Regions from separate parts of the Athene noctua genome. Here region 2 is linked to region 1. A link is a contact called in public Hi-C data. All regions are on one chromosome and are shown on one strand. Each heading gives the region's core, a stretch centred on a gene start, on an enhancer-like site or on the middle of the called end of the contact. The rest is flanking DNA. Distances are from core to core; before and after follow the strand shown.

What was found. Hi-C and Micro-C count contacts between places; a contact is called where the count stands out from the background.
Region 2: a Hi-C map of liver shows a contact between it and region 1, with 3 times the contacts expected there. The contact joins the promoter of LOC141968641 here to the promoter of RABL6 in region 1. A contact is called at or near these places in 2 of 2 Hi-C or Micro-C datasets (heart and liver).

What each region holds. Positions count from the first base shown.
Region 1 is chr20:12,774,247-12,779,785 of bAthNoc1.hap1.1, reverse strand. RABL6 (RAB, member RAS oncogene family like 6) reads right to left here and starts at 2,306. Exons shown (of 14, transcript XM_074923425.1): 1 at 1,738-2,306. The coding sequence starts at 1,867. It overlaps AMBP (alpha-1-microglobulin/bikunin precursor), which reads right to left. Exons shown (of 10, transcript XM_074923834.1): 7 at 5,095-5,173; 8 at 4,838-5,005; 9 at 4,505-4,681; 10 at 3,276-3,416. The coding sequence ends at 3,385.
Region 2 is chr20:12,924,864-12,930,171 of bAthNoc1.hap1.1, reverse strand. It overlaps LOC141968641 (lipocalin-like), which reads right to left and starts at 1,474. Exons shown (of 7, transcript XM_074923560.1): 1 at 1,288-1,474; 2 at 1-134. The coding sequence starts at 1,386. C8G (complement C8 gamma chain) reads right to left here. Exons shown (of 6, transcript XM_074923736.1): 6 at 4,258-4,506. The coding sequence ends at 4,493.

The DNA.
Region 1 (5,539 bases), core at 1,057-3,556:
GCAGTGAAGAAAGATGCAGTTTTATTGGAGATATGAAAGCAGTAACTAGAACCCAAATTCTGCTAAGACAGAGCACAAACAAAAAAGCTTTCCCGAGGCTTTTGGTAATGAGACAAAAAGCAACAAAGCTACAGTTGGTAGCTTAGCTGTTGGCATTTTTGGCCTTGCTGCATTAATGACAAGCAGGTACACATCCACACAGGTTCATCAACAGTGCAGTTAGTCAACACATAACAAAGAGTTGGCCCTGTCGACTGCTGTGCCAGCAGGATGCAGCTGATCCGTACTGTCCGCAGCACAAACATTCACTGTCTGAAAAGTCAACTCCTTTCTCTTACATAATTCACAAGCTGGTATTAGCTACCTGATCTCACACATGTACCAGTGAAGCACGTGGATGTGTTCTGGTCTGTGGGCTGCACGAAGCCGCTGCACAGATCAATAGTCTTTAACTAGCAGATCTCCAGGTACGTATTTAATGATGCAGTGCCATATTCCAAGTTTCATACTCACCCTCTGTCTTTCGCTGGCAATCAAGTCTCTTAACAGTAACACTGTGCTTCTGTTCACATTCATGACTGCTTGCCAAGACACTAATTTTCCAAATTAAGCACTACTGACATATCTAACAGATGTGCTATGAATAAAGGCACCAAATGCTCCCCCCCTAGTAAAGCGGAGAGCTTTAAAACATATCTGTTCAAAAGCACAGTCAATAATGATAACACTAACAAAGCCAAAAAAAAGGCCCAAACCCCAAAGTGCTTATCTCTTCCTTCATGTTCTGTTTCAGATTAAGATTCAACACGTGTGCCTTTCCAGAAATTATTCAGTGCCACGTTTACAAATCATTGTCAACTGCCAGTCTCTCGGCCTTCTTCAATCTGACTTCACTGCCTGCCTGGATCCACACAGATGAGCTGAAACTCACAGTGCTCTCTGGTACCATCTCAGTTTCAGCAAAGATGACATAACTATCGTCCCTCTCTCACCACTGTTACTTTGGGATGTATTTTACATGCTTGCAGTGCCCTCCTGAAAGATTATATTAGAAATAACCTTTACTGAGATTCAAGGGAAAATCTCAACCCTAAGCCTCAACACTGAAAGGAAAAAAATTGTGAAAACGTTCCCTGAAAAACGAGCAAATTTATAAGTTGCAGAAAAGATAGTCAGAATGAAATTATGTACTAAGGACACATAAAGGCATACATCACTCGCCTTTTATTAAAGCCTGGCAGGGCAGAGCTTTTCAATAGTCCCTTATCATATAACCACTAGAGTTAATTATAAATATCATTATCCTAGGCTGCAGGGAAGGTCACCCACACACTCAGGGGAGTTACTCTCTTGATGCTTTAACTGACAAAAATTGATTTACAAGGAACTCTCTCTTGTGCCACAGTCAGCGGAAAGCAGGCAGCCGTTCAGGACATCTGCTGATTGAGGACACTGCTGCACTACAGGTTCCTAAGTCCCGCACAGAAAGATAAAAGTTTCCCATCCCTCACTCCTCCCACGCTTGTGCAAGCTCTAACATTTAACTGCAGACTTGGCTTCGGGCGAATACTGGCAAAAGCACCACCACGCACAACGAAAGCAAACGCGTTTCACAGTCCCACCAGGGTCCCTGGGCACGCTGTGGGGCAGCGGATGGGACTGACCGATGCGGCCTGCCTCCCGCCCGGGGCTGGCTGTGCCCCCCGCCAGACCCCCCGAAGCTGGGCTCCGACTCACTGTTATACTGGACTCCCTTGGCAAACCTCCTCTGCAGAGCCTGGTTCATGGACTGCAGCCCCGCAGGGATATTCTTGTCTCTGACCGGAGTCTGGTCCGAGCCCACCAGCTTCTTCAGGGCCGAGAACATCTTTCTGGTCCCACACCTGCGCCACCACCTCCAGGAAAAGGGCTGCTGCTCCGGGGCTCAGGGGCAGGGTGGCCCCGGGGGGAGCATAGGGGGAGGTCACGGCTCAGGGCGGGCGCGGGTAAGTCAGGGCCGGGGCAGGGCTGGTCCGGCCATGAGCGGCCTCCCGGGCTCGGCAGGGCGGAGGTGTGCGGGCCCGGCCCGGCCCGGCGCGGCGGGGAGGGGGCTCAGCCGGGGCCCCGCCGGTGTGCCAGGGAGGGGGCACTAACCGGGCATCGCCCGGGGCTGAGCGGCGCGGGGGGGGGGAAGGGGGCGGTGGAGCCGGTGCGGCGGCTCAGCCCCGCCGGGCGCCACCGCTCAGGGCCGGGCTCGGGGAGCGGAGGCGGCACAGGGCTCCCACCGCCGCCGCCGCCGCCATCTTGCCTCTTCCGCCTCGCTGCCGGGGGACGGGGCGCGCGTGGCGGCGGCTACGGCGGCCGGCAGGGGCCAGCAGGGCGCGGAGCGCGGCCGGCGGCGGGGCCCGCGCCTGTCCTGGGCCCGCGGGGCCGGGCCCGCCGTAGGCGCCACCCCCGAGGCCAAGCGGGAGCGAACCCTTCCGAGACCGCCGCAGCCCCCTCGTGTGAGCCCTGGAAGCCCTGCCATCCCCTCCCGGGACCCCCGTAGCCCTCCCAAGGCTTTCCCAAGACCCTCGCAATCCCCTCCTGTGAGCTTCGTAGCCGCCCGCTTGTGACCCCCATAAATCCTGTCACCCCCTTCTGGAACTCCATAGCTGCCCTGTGACCCCCACAACCCCCTCCTGGGACCACCCAGCATCCCTGGGACACCCTTCACCTAAAACACTTCTAATCCCCTCTTGGGACCCCTCTAGCCCCTGTAATCTCCATAGCCCCTGTAATCCCCTCCTGTGACAACTTCATTTTCCCTCTGTGACCTTCATAACCCCCTAATTCCCTCCTGTGACCCCTCAGGGTCCCCTCTGACACCCCATAATCCCTTGCTGTAAATGCCATGTAACCTCTCCCTCACAGTGATCCCTATCCCAGCCCATGACTGGGCCTCTCCGCCGGGACTGTGACTGTGATGCAGCAGTAGTTAGTTATTCACCTTCAGGGAGGAGCAGGCATCCATTCCCCCTCTTTCTGACCCCTTCCCAGCTGCCCATCACCATCCCCTGGGAAATGGTGGGCTGAACCCCACACAGCAGGATGCCCTGAGCCCCTCAGTGTTCCAGTTGCGCAGAGAGCAGCAGGCTGAGAAAGGGGCAGAGACTTAGCGGTGAGCACCCAGCAGATCCACAAAGGAGGGGACACTGCACCATGGAGGCCAGTGAGGACCCCACAGCACCCCCTGCCCCTCCTGGACCCCCCACCCTGCTCCCCACCAGCTCAAGGATGGACACTGGGCTCGTTGGTCACATTAGATACATTTACTCCTGGAGGCATCTCCTGTGCTGTGGCAGCTGCCGGCACCCTCCTGCAGGGCCCTGGTGCTGAGTGCCGGCAGCTCGTCCTCCACCTGCATCAGTTTGACAGATGCAGAAACTCCTCATCCTCTGCAAGTGAAGAGATGCTCAGGGTGACAGACAGACCCACAAGACCCCCTCCTCACCCCGCGGACAGACATTGATGGTTGCTGCTTCCTACCTTGTCCCTGCCGGGGGGTGGGGGGTGGGGGGAGGGGGGGGAGTGGTCTAGACCCTCTGTGCACGCCCATGCTGTCCTGGGATGTCACTTCGTATCCCACCAATTGCCATGGTGGCATTAATGCACTTTATATTGGTGACAGGAATAATAAAAGATGGGCTTTACCCTAAACCGCGTTATTCTGGCTCCATCTGCCATTCATGAGAGCACGCTAAGCCCCCATTTCCTGCCCTGCTGGGAGCAGGCTTGCCCAGGGCTGCCTGTGGTTGAAGACTCCTGAGCTTGCCCCTCTCCATGGGAAGATTTCCCCTGCCACGCTCCTGAAAACCTGCTTGTCCATTCATTTGACGGCTGAGCAGTGCCTGTTCCGTCTCCCAAGGAGGTTCAATATGGAAACTCCTGCACTGACTAGAGCTGGAGGGCCTGGCAGGCATCACACAGAGGGTACAGCTCCAGCAGGGACCCTGGTTTGGTTCTTATTTGGTGTCAGGGTCCCTACACCCCCCCAAACCTCACAGCCACTCTTCTCTCACTGGCATCCCCTGTCTGGGAGCTGTCACTTCCACTGGTCCCTGCTGAACCCCAGCCTGCTTGGGGCTGTTCCCCCTTTTATCAGGACCGTTTTGAAGTTCAGTCATGGCCTCAGTACATCTGCAGCCTATACAGGCTCCCTGTGTGATACTGTCTGTAGATTAATGACCATATTCCTCAGGCTGTCAGAGTCCCTGACCCAGGAGAGACCCATCCCATGCACAGCACAAAACCAGCCCCAACCCATCCCAGACCCATGCTGGACTCATGACAAACCCATCCCAGGTTTATCCCAGACCCATCCCAAGACCGATCCCAGATCCAGGGCAGCCTTGTCCCAGCCCTGGCAGACCCAGTACACCCAGACCCAGCCCAGAGCAGGTCAGGAGATGGTGCAGGCTGCTGCCCTGCCTCCCCCAGCACAGGGCAGTGTGGAGCGGGCAGGGTGCAGGCAGGGTGGGGGTACCTGCCAGTGGAGGAGCCCCGCAGTACTCCTTGCACTCCTTCTCTGAGTAGAACTGGTTCCCATTGCCCTTGCAGCCTCCGTAGCTGAACATGATGCACTTGCCCTGAGCCGCATCAAAGGCCCAGCGCGTCACCAGGTTCTGGCAGGGACCCTGGGTGATGGGCAGCCTGCAGGCAGCTGTGGGGACAGAGGGCTGCTGTGAGGTCCCCCACACCTCCACATGGATGCTGGGCATGTGGGGTTCGAGGCCACTCTCAGATTCCCTCCGATGCCTCAGCAAAGGGACCTCCCGTGCCGCTGCCCCACCACCCTGTCTCCTGGTCGCCCGCTCACCCTCCGTCCGGCACGCCTGCAGGCACTCCTTCTCCGAGTAGAAGTTGTTGCCGTTGCCCAGACAGCCACCGTAGAGGAAGGTTTCGCAAGCCATGGAGGAGGAGTTGTAGAAGAAGCGGGAAAGCATCCCGCTGCAGGGTCCAGGGTCCCGGCTCAGCCTGCATGAGTCTGCGGGCGAGTGCAGCATGGGCTGTCACAGGCAAAGGGGGATGCGGGGCAGGGGATGGCAGAGGCAGCCCCCCTCCCCTGGGACATACCTTCCTTATTGCCGATGTAAGGGGGCAGGGGCCCCGCGGCCGAGCCCTCCTCGGGGGGCAGGACTGCTCTCCGCGCCCTCTGCTCGGAGAAGGAAGCACAGAGCTCCCGTCAGGCCCTGCCTGTGGGACCTACTGCCCACCCCATTGCCCCCGGACCCCCGCTGCCCCCAGGACAGGCTGTGTCAGGGGCAGGTCTGCTGGGTGCTGCAGACTGTGCAGGCTCCAACCCTCCTCAGTGCTCCCAGCACGTCTCCAGTCACTGATCCTGGGTCGGCAGGCTGTGATCCCTCCATACCTCATGGTCATCCCAGCTCTATGCTTGTCCTGGGTGGGGGCCAGGATCACACTTTATGATAAAGACACACAAACTCCCTCAGTCATGTCCTGTGCTGGGGACATGTCTCAGCTCTGGCTAACATAAGGTGGTGTGTTACCTGCTCTCAAG
Region 2 (5,308 bases), core at 225-2,724, 150 kb before region 1:
TAGGTGGAGGTAACTTCCAGGTTCCCGTCTGCAGTGACGGAGATGACTGTGGTGCACATCTTCATCAGGTGTTTCTTCTCCTTGAACCAGTTGGAGTTGGAGGCCAGGCCGATGCTGTACCATCTTCCCGTGAGCTGCACGCAAACTTCTCTCAGCTGCCAGCGAGGCGCAGACCCTGTCTCACCCCTTGGCCACCCACCAGCCCCGGTCCAGGCCACGTCCCCCTCCCCTGCCAGCCTGCGTCCCACAGCAGGGTGGTGCCCTGGGGTCCTTGTTCCCCAGGGAGCTGCTACAGCTCTCAATGTCCACAAAACCCACCAAGACGTGGTTTACGATGTGCCCTTCACTGCCTAGCACTTGGGGTGCTTCTTTCCTCTTCACACCAAGTCTGGGGAGTGGGTGACAGGACTGCCTGGCTCCGAGATGCCATTTCCATTCGTCTGGGAGCACAAGGAGGGGTCAGGACTCCGGGGCCAGTACGGGTCATCCCAGCCTGGTCCCTGGGGCTACCAGCTTGGTGTACCCAAGGGGGAGCTGTTGGCCTTGGAGACGGGCTGTGCTGGGACAACCCTTTGCAGGACACGCCAGACCCCCACCGTTGCAGGACATGCCTCCATACCCATCACCTTCCTGGGGTGGCTGTGTCCCCCAGGACCCCTCTGGGGGCTCCCGGAGGAGCAGGCAGCGTGGCCCCTGCCTCCGATCCGTGGGAGCCCAGGGCTGTGGGGCCCGGCCTCCCAGCGTGCAGCTGGGCCGGGGCTGTCCTGCTCTGCATCCTTCCCATCATGGGAGGGAGGGGAGTGCCAGCACCCTGAGCATGCCAGCACCCTGGGGTGGGAGGGCAGAGGGGTGTGTGGGACACCCTAGCACAGCAGCCCTTAGTTTTTTAGGACCTTGGGCTGGGGAGGATGGGGTCCGTGTTGGGGAGGCGGGTCTACAGCCCATCTCCATGCTGCCTGTCAAACTTAGATTGCTTTTCTCGGTTCTCCAAATAAAACCCCTGTGCATCTACACCCACCGCACAGCACAGGAGACGGCCTGGCCCCACACCTACTCAGTCCTGCCCCACAGTCCAGGGCCTGGATCCTGCATCCCGACTCAGAGCCACCAAACCCATGCCCCAGGGGCTCCCCAGGGATGGGTGCTCTGGCCACCCTGCCCCTCCCAGCGCTGGAGCCAGCCTGGCCCCAGTTCCACCTGCAACAACCTCTGCTCACATTTTCACGGTGAGGATCCCCCAAAACACCCCAAATCCCCATGCAGGGGATACCGGCCAGGCTGGGTCACCTTGTCCTGCTGGAAGTCAGTCTGCACAGGAAAGCTGTCCTGTGCGTGCAGTGCCCCGAGCAGGGCCAGCCCCAGGATGCTGAAGAGCGTGGCGTGCATGTCTGCCGCCGAGCCGAGCCGAGCCGAGCCGAGCCGAGCCGAGCCGAGCCGAGCCGAGCCGAGCCGAGCCGAGCGAGAGCAGCAGGCAGAGTGCTGCAGTGACGGAAAGTCAGGCAAGCCCCTATTTATGGGCAGGCTGTGCAATGGCCCCAGGGGGGCCAGCCCTGCCTCCCCCCCCTCCCCGTGCCGTTATGCAAGCAAGAGCAGGGGCGAGTGCCGAAGCCAAAGGGCAGGCAGGGGAACCTGCAAATGTTTCCCTCCTGTTGATATGACATGTTTGCTTTGGGGTGCCAAACTGCTCCGCAGCAAAAATACGGCTTGCAGCCAGCACAACGGCTGTCCCTGCCCCCAGCGCCGCAGAGCAGGGGGCCAGCGCGGGCAGCTGGGGCTGCCCACAGGCACGGGCAGGGGGCCGGGACTGGGGGCCAGGGCTTGCTGACTGCCCCATCCTTGCAGGATGGCCTCACTCAGACACAGAGAGGGGCTCGAGTGATGTGGAGGAAATGCCAAGTGCCTGCCAGGTCCTGATCCAACCCATGGGACTTGTGGGCACCTTTGGGTGCTCCTGCAGGACCCCCCGCCTTGCCTTGACCTGAGTCCCTGCATCACCCAAGGAAGCATCTCGACTGGCCCCGGGTGTGCCCACCCAGGCACAGCTCCGGTGCACCTCGATGGTGAGCTGGGGGTGTTGGGGGGAAGCCAGGCTCCAGCCTCAGGCAGCCCCAGTGCCCAGCCCCTGGGGACCAGCACGCAGCCAGACAGACCCCCAGCGCCTCATCCCCCACGTGTCACTCTGCACTCTTGGCCAAGAGGAGCTGGGAAACATCTTCCCCCTTGGTCTAGGGTCAGCAGTGAGCGCTGAGCTGCCCTCCTTAATGTGGGGACACCCTGAGCACCCACAGGGTGAGGGCTGGGGATCAACACAGCAGCACCCATGGGTCTGGCACGCTTTGAGCAGGGCAGCTCAGCAGCTCTGCTTTACATAAGGAGCGTGTTTTCACAACAGCTGGTTTTTCCCTCTGGCAGCCCACCCTGCCGCCCAGCCCAGCACATTCCCTTCCCCGCGCCCAGCTGCGAGCCCGGCCTGGCCCTGCACACCACGCGCCGGGGGCCGGGCCGGCATCAGCTCTGCGGATTTATTAAAACAAAACAAAAGCTGAGCTGGGCAGGACTGAGCATCATGAGAGCCTGGCTGGGGCCCCCCTGCATGCTGGGCTAGGGGCTCCACCTCTGTCTGAGCCCACCCTCGGCGTGCAGGGTGCCAGGAGGAGCTCGCTCCATCAGGCATCGGGGCACCCATGGGTGTCTCTGTGGTTCTGCGCTGGGGCAGGAACACAAAGCCACCCTGTTCCCCGGGTGTCTGTCTCCCTGCCCTGCCCAGCAGCAGGAGGGGGTGCCCAGGAGGTGCCCGCTCTCTCAGCTCTCCTGGGGGTGGCAAAGCAGGGGGCCAGCCCAAGGAGCTGGGTGGCAAGCTCAGGAGCATGGGGGCACGCAGGGGCACACGGAGGCACTGGCAACAGCGTAGGGGGCAGGCTGAGCCCACTGCTGGGGCTGGGGGCACCGGCAGGATGGAGCTACCTGGGTGCCTTGACACAGACTCTTAGGCACAACCCAGGCATTTGCACCCCAGAAATGCGTTCATGCCAGATAAACATTGGCAGGGCTGAGGTGGCGTGTGGGGCTCAGGGGGGTCCTTGGCACCAGCCCAGCTCCCCGAGGCAGGAGGGCAGGGCTCTCCCTTTGCCTCCCATCGTCTTGCCATGGCTCCACCACTGCTCAGCCACCTCTGGGGTGTGGGTGGGTGCAGGGCAGAAAGTCAGCTGGATCCATAACACTCCGACTCTGCCAGGCTCAACTGGGTGGCCCAGGGGTTCTGTGAGTGCAGCCAGACACGACTTCCCCGCACATGGGCAGCGGAGACGGGGGCAGGCTTCAGGCGGGTCACGTGGCGGTCCCTTACATAAGTCCCTGATAAACAACATGTGTTACCAGTTTCCGCTAAGATTGCAAAACGCCGGCGCTGGGGGCAGAGGGCTGTTCCCTGCCCCAGGCGCTGTGGGGTGGCCAGAGCACTGTACCAGCCTGCTGCTGGGGGCTGCCCTCCGTCCCCTCCCACCACCCAGCCTGCACCGGGGAATTGGCACCACTTGCCCAAAACAGCCCAGTCCTGGCCCAAGTGAGTGGCAGGACAGACTCAGCCAGGCTGGACGTGCAGGCGAGAGGGGTCCTGCAAGGGGCTGCAGGCCCAGGGTTAACGCTGCAGTTCCTCTACCCTGGTTGCAACCCTGGTCCAAGCCCCTACAGCCCCTGCAGCGTGCTCAGAGCATGTGAGGGGTGTCACCTGCCTGGCCCTGCAGTGGGGTGCTGGCTGTGCAGGCAGGGCCCTGGCCCAGGCAGCAGCCCCTTGGGGAATGTGGTCTGCAGAGCCAGGAAAGGGGAGTGGGGTGTTTCACTGCCTCAGAGGCCCTGGGGACCAGCAGGACTACTGCAGGACCAAAGTTTCTTCCTCCGGGGTCCCTGAGGGATGTCCTGGCTTGTTTAGCCTGAAGGGCTCATCCTGAGCGAGTCCCCAGTGCCCCCCAATCCCATGCGGCCCCACAGCACCAGGCACAGTGCTTTTCCCCAAACTGTGGTGGGCGCCTGGGGCTTTCTCTCACTCACTGGGCAGACTCACACTAACTACAGCACCCGGGAGTAAACCGGGAACTGCCACAACCTCATGGGTGGGGGAGAGGATGATGGAGCCGTGTGGAGGGGGCTGTGTGGTCCCCCTCTGCACCCCCAGGCCAGGAGCGCAGTGCCGGGGCACCAGCAGTCCAGAGGTGGAGGCAGCGCCGGCCTTGCAGATCAAGGGGTGACTTGCCTGGACACAGACCCTTCTCCAAGGCATTTATTGAGGTGTTGCTGGCTACTGCAAGCAGAGAGGTGGCACAAAGCTGGGGGGGAACAGGACAAGGACAGGCACAACTGCCGGTGCAGCTGGAGGAGCTGGGGAGCCCAGGGCTGTGGAGCAGCAGTGGGGTCTGGCCAAACCCTGGCTCAGCCCTGTGTGGCCATGAGTGGCTGATCAAGGCAAGGGCTGAGCTCTTGGCAACACTGTCTGCACCTACGGCTTTGTTTCTGGAAGGAAAAGAGAAGTGCTGAAGGGCTGGGGAGGTGTCTGAGCCCAGCGCCAGGGCTGGAGACCCACCTCTGCCTCCCCAGTCACCACCACCAAGTGATGGAGCTGCCCCCGGGACCCCAGTCCTCACCCCAGGGTGTCCCTGTTCCAAGACACGCCATCTCAGACCAGCCCTCACGCCCAGAAAACACCAACATAGACCCCACTAAGCCCTGCCTAACCCATGTGGGGGGTGAACGGGGCTTTGCTTTGCCAGGGTGCATCCGATGCCCATCCTGGGTGACGGTCTGCCACCTCCTCACCCCACACAAAGGCACAGAGGGACCCTGCCCTGGGGAATGGACCCCCCATGCCAGACCAGCCCCCTGGTACTCCTGGGGCAGGACCACACGGCCATGGTGTGGTGTGGGTCCAGCCTGCTGTGCCAAGCCCGCAGCCAGGGAGAGGAGAGGTGCTGTGGTGCCCAGCACATGGTGGGGACCCAGCACATCACCCAGGATCCACAACTCACCATCGAGGATGTGAAACTCATCTGCGGAGTCACAAAACCCTGAAAAAGAGAGAGCCTGGGCACCCAGGACCCCCCAGCCATGCACCCCAGGGACAGGGGCACAGCCCTGTCCTTGCATCTTTGTCTCTGGTGTGGGCGCAGCATGGGACAGACCCCAGGCGTTGCCCTACTGTGGGTGACACGGGGCCACAAATTGCTCAAACCCGTGTGGATGTGCCTCCCTCTCCCCATGCTGGAGGGCCTCAGTCCCCGCTGCCGGGCCCCTCCCAGGTGCAGCCCTCGCCATGGGT